2 separate regions of the Nomascus leucogenys genome follow, and region 2 is linked to region 1. A link is a contact called in public Hi-C data. All regions are on one chromosome and are shown on one strand. The core of a region is the stretch at or near the end of the contact, and the rest is flanking DNA. Distances in the headings are between cores, read along the strand shown. Region 1 has its middle 70 kb from the start of ISX. Region 2 has its middle 12 kb from the start of ISX.

Region 1 (2,730 bases), core at 82-2,581:
GAGGGGTGAGGAAAGAGAGCAAGGGAGAGGCTGAGAGGGATGGAGCAGGGCAGCCAGAAAACACAGAGTGAGAGCAGGATGAGATGGAGACAAGGGAGGAGGAAGGAGAGAGAGGTGACTTGAGAAAGACCCAGGAAAGAGGTAAGCGAGTGTGCGTGTGTGTGCATGCGTGTGTGTGCATGCGTGTGTGTGCACGTGTGCGCAGGTTGGGGGGTGGGGAGGAAAGGAGAGGAAAGAGGAGGGGAGAGGAGGACCCTGAAGGAAAGGGGAGGGAAAAGGAGAGACTGGAGTTCAAATCCCAGCTCTTCTCTTCGCTGTCTCTGGAAGGTCCCTTAACATTCCTAGTCTCAGTTTCCTCAACCATGAAGTGTGGATGATAATCTTTACTTCTCCCTGCCCTCCCTACACCCTCCCCAGTTCCACCCACTCCTTGGACTGCCGCAGGCACCAGGAGATGACAGATGTCAGTCTTTGGAGTTTGGCTGATGGAGGGAATGCCAGTATATTCCTGAGAAACCTGAGTTTTTCTACTCAGCCTGGCGGGCTTTGTGCAGCCCCTTGCTTTGGCTGGGCTTGGGGAAGTCCCAGTGCCTGTTGTAGGGCCTGGCAAGAGGACCATCAAGATGAGGGCTTTGTCTGGATCTAGGGGAACTAGATTCCTTTCACCAAATGGAAAAGCCAGTTTGGGGATGTTTTCTCACAACTACCCTGGAACTCTCCTGGCTGGGGGTCAGGAGATTTGGCTCAAAGCTACACCGACACCAGGGTTTTGGGATTCAGGAGTGGTTGACAAGGAGGTAACTGCAGAATAGAAGCCTCAGAAATCAGATGGAGGTGGCTGCCATTTCTCCTCTCTTTTCTGAGTGTGAAGAGGCCATAAAACAATTAGAGCTCCATGTTGTTCTCCCAAGAGAGCAGGGCGGGTGTCTCTGCCTTATTGAGTATAATCAGCACCGAGATAAGGGTTCCCCTGCAACTGTAGGAGAAGATAGGCTGCCCCATAAACCTGGGTCACCAGCAGGGCACGGGGGTGAAAAGGTAAAGGGAGGAGCCGTGGCACCTCGTGCTGTCCCAGGGAAAGCCTCCAGCTGGAATTCTGACCTGATAGGGGAGGGCCGCAGGCCCCTCGGCCTGAGTACCTTCTTCCACCATGGGGCTTGTCCCAGACTTGGGGAAGGTACCTGGCGGGTGGGCATCAGAGGTTAACCCACTTCTCACCAACAGCCAGGGTTGACTGTAAGTCTGGAGGCACGGGGACAGGCAGACCATTCGTCACTGAACCATTTCTGTTCTGTCTGAGCCTCTGCCACCCTGCCCCTCCCCCAGGGCCAACTAGACCACCACTACCTTCCCCCGCCCCCCTTCATTCAGCCTCAGGAGCCACAGGGGGGCTCTAGGACTCTGCTCTAGCTACTGCCTGCATCAGCCCTGCTTGGACAGTGCCCAGGTCCTGCTGGTGGTTAAATATTCTGAATACCTCCCCTGCCAACAACCCTGATTTCCTGAGCGTGAAGATCTTAGAGGAGAATGGCTCCATCTGTATTTGAAAGCAGGAGGCCAGGGAGAGGACAGAAGAAGGAATAGCCCTTTCGCCTGCCCCTGGGGAGTGACTGTGCCTTTCATCAAATGCTTTCTTTCATTTAATCCTAACCGCAGGGAAGTGGCACTGCTCTTTGAGAGTAACAAGAAAGAGAAAGTAATTTACCAAATTTCCTTCTGTGTGTCTTAAGAAGAGACTTTGGCAAACTGAGGGTGAAGGGTGAAAGCCCAAACTCTCAGCCACTCTGAGAAGGAAAGGAACTCCAGATCGAACATCAGGGCCTGGTCGCAGCCTACATGTTGTTACCATTTGGATAGGGTTCCAGAGACCAGCGTGCAAGCACTGAGACCAAAACCCTTTGAGGATGAGATGCAAACAGGGTCGGGAGGCCAGTGAGCTGACAGTTTCTCTGCATGACTCAAGATGTGTCCTTGGCTGTAACTTCCACCTCCTGGTTGTCAATATCCTCATCTATAAAATGAGAGGCTTGGATTTGATAATTCAAATTCTATCTCCTCCTTCTCTGATTCTATGATTCTCATCCAACCACTTATCCACTGGATGGAAGGAATGTCTGTGAAGGAGGCAAAAGAGGAGGTGATTCTATCTGGCTGCAAGAAGGCCCAGTGTGTCTTGAAGAGCACAGGATTAGGAGACAGACCTGGACAGGGCTGCCATGTATGTTTATTGAAGTTCCACACTGCACACGGTGCTCAGCTGAGGGGGCCAGGGGGGTTGCAATACAGCCTGGGCTCTGCTCAGCAAGCTGTGCACGCTGGTATGGGGTTTCATCCACCTGAGGAAATGCACCTTCTTCTAATGTGTGCAAATGTGCCACATAGGCTGGTGGCAACTCTGACCTTAGGAGAAGATGCAGAAACCAATAGGGAGAGGGAGCTCATTAAATCCAAGGTTTGAGACTTTCTAGCTCTATGACCTCAGCCGATTTAAAGAACCTGAACTTTGCTGGGCACAGTGGCTCACGCCTGTAATCCCAGGACTTTGGGAGGCCAAGGCGGGTCAATTACCTGAGGTCAGGAGTTCGAGACCAGCCTGACCAACATGGTGAAACCCCATCTCTACTAAAAATACAAAATTGGTCGGGTGTGGTGGTGGACACCTGTAATCTCAGCTACTTGGGAGGCTGAGGCAGGAGAATCACTTGAACCCAGGAGGTGAAGGTTGCTGTG
Region 2 (2,730 bases), core at 99-2,598, 82 kb before region 1:
CTCCACTATTAGACTACAAAAGACTGCAACTGCTGTCTGTCTTGCTCACTCACTCTTTCTCTCTCTCTCTTTGCTTATTCCAGGAGAAGTTAAATGCAATGTTATAAGCAGCCCTATAGAGAGGCCTACGTGGCGAGGTCTGAGTCTCTATCCACAGCCATGTTAGGGAAACTTCTTGGAAGCAGATTCACTGGCCCCAGTCCAGTCTCTGGTAATCACAGCCCAGCCTACATCCTGACCAAAACCTCATGCAGGATCTTGAGTTGGAACCACCCAGCTAAGCTGCTCCTAGATTCCTGATCCTCAGAAACCGTGTGAAATAATTAAGCCCTGAGTAATTTATCACAGAGTCATAGGTAAGTAATTCACATGCATTATATTTCTACTGAGCAGCATTGATCTCAAGCTAAAAACAAACAAACAAAAAAAACAGCAAGCCTCTAGAGCAGACATTCTTAACCCTAGCTACACGTTAGAATCACCTAGAGAACTTTAAATTACTGCCGCTGGGGAACCACCCCAAACCAACTGAATCAGGAGGACTCCAGGGGGAGAGGCCTGGCACTGGTATTTTTTTAAAGTTACCCAGGTGATATTAATGTGCAGCCAGGGTTGGGGTCGCGCTCTGAGGAAACGCTTCTCAAATGTCATAGTACTTAATTCTACATATCACCTAGGGCTTTGCCACTCAATGGGCGCATGCAAATTACCTGGCCGCTTGTTAGAAATGCCAGGTCTAACAAACCAACTGTACAGAATCAGAGTCTGCACTTTCAATAAGACTCTGGAAAATTTCAATGCACACTGAAGTTTCAGAAGCAGGGATTTAGGGTATCACTTTGAAACTGGACCTCAGAAATCTCACCCTCCAAATTCCTGCTAAAGGTAACCATCCCCAGAATATGTTCTCCCTGAAAGATGTATTAGCTTGAAGTCGTGTGTGAGCTCTCTCCCCAAAGGATTCTGACATAATTAGTGTGAGTGGGGCCCAGTCACAGAGAATTGTGGGGGTTTGTGGGGTTTTTCTTGAGACATGGTCTCACTCTGTCGCGCAGGCTGGAGTACAGTAGCACAATCACGGCTCACTGCAGCCTCAACTTCCCGAACTCAACCATCCTCCTGCCTCAACCTCCCAAGTAACTAGGATTACAGAAGCATGCCACCATACCTGGCTAATAATTTTTCTCTATTTTTTGTAGAAATGGGGTCTCACTATGTTGCTTAGGCTGTTCTTGAACTCCTGGGCTCAAGTGATCCTCCCACTTTGGCCTCCCAAAGTGCTGGGATTATAGGGATGAGCCACTGTGCCCAGCTTTGTGAACATTTTCACTGGGTGATTCTAAGCTGCAGAATCACCTAGCTGGGGCCTTGGGAGCCACCATCCTGACTGAGCATAAGACAGGACTGAGCCCTCCATCAGTCCTTTCTCTGGGTCTCTCATCTCGCCACTACAAGCCTAAGTCAAGAGATTAAACATGAACCCTATAAGACAACTGTTTCATCTAGGACTTATCTGAAGAAACAGCCATTTCTTCCAACTCTAGAAAAGAAAAACTTGCCACCTGGGACTTCCCCAGAGCCAATGCACACATCACATCTCAGTAAGGTACTTACCTAAGGGACTTCCTGGAGTACTGTAATTCTAACGTTCATACCCTTGAGTCACATCTTTGAAAATGAATCCCCAACAAGATGCAATATGACTATATAGCAAGATTTAAGTTTTATATTGATTACTGTGCCACTTCCAAACCCCTTTTCACACAGCTAACAGTGGCCACAGTTTAAGAATTGTTTTATTTCTTTATTCATTTGTTTTGGGTTTTTTTCTGACATTATTTATCAAACCAAGAATGAAGGACAAAATCCACATTGACTCAAATTAAAATGAACTAAAAGCCAGTTTTAATTTTCCAACAACCCCATCAACAGTGGTGATGGAGTGTACCCAAGATATCTCTCAGCATTTCAAGAGATTCTCAAAAAAGCAATTTTCAGCAATTTGCAAGTTCCATTCCCCTTTTCTCAACAGCCCCATCTTTTGAGATGCAACCAAGAATTAATAGCCTTAAGCATGGCAATACCAAGGGTTAAGATGGGCGACATATTATCACTCTGTCTCTGGGTGAAAATCACCATCCTAAATTTAGTAATAAATAAGAAAGGCTAACTGTAATACGATTCACAACACTGACTCCTTCAAACTACTTACCATAGCTTGTAACTATTTTATCACTTCTCTATTTGTTTATCATTAGTGTCCTCTCTGATCTACGACCACATCAGGAGCCATGTCGGTCTGGTTCAATATATCTCTCCTACTTACTGTAGTGTCTGACACTAGTAGGCACCAAAAGAATGTTTGCTGAATGAAGGATTGAGCGGATAATTTCCCCAGATTCACACCATGTGCTAATGCTTAGTGCTTTATAAATGCATTGGTGAAACTTTGTCTACTCAGCTTGACACATCTGTTCATAAGGAGATGATCTATGGTAAATTAGTTCTACTCCAGAGCAGTTTAAGTGGGACCCTGAAAATCCTACACCAACCCTGACATTCTGTTCTTCAGACATTATTATGACTAACTTGAAATATGTGATATAAATGGAGGCTTTTAACCATCATACACAACTCAAGGTCCAAGCAGGCTGAACATAACCACCCAGAGGAATGTGAGTCCACTTTGAGTCAAGTCCAGACTCTCTGGTTACTAAACCCTGAAAGGGT

What was found. Hi-C and Micro-C count contacts between places; a contact is called where the count stands out from the background.
Region 2: a Hi-C map of an unstated tissue shows a contact between it and region 1, with 2.4 times the contacts expected there. The contact joins two enhancer-like sites. A contact is called at or near these places in 2 of 4 Hi-C or Micro-C datasets (a lymphoblastoid cell line and an unstated tissue).

Annotation. Positions count from the first base shown.
Region 1 is chr7b:15,078,587-15,081,316 of Asia_NLE_v1, reverse strand. No RefSeq gene overlaps it. Among named protein-coding and RNA genes, the nearest start is that of ISX, 70 kb to the left of the region's middle. Within about 2 kb of position 1,331, the one cell type or tissue checked has an H3K27ac peak away from gene starts, as active enhancers do. A contact at or near this core is called in a lymphoblastoid cell line, where this site is marked.
Region 2 is chr7b:15,160,244-15,162,973 of Asia_NLE_v1, reverse strand. No RefSeq gene overlaps it. Among named protein-coding and RNA genes, the nearest start is that of ISX, 12 kb to the right of the region's middle. Within about 2 kb of position 1,348, the one cell type or tissue checked has an H3K27ac peak away from gene starts, as active enhancers do. A contact at or near this core is called in a lymphoblastoid cell line, where this site is marked.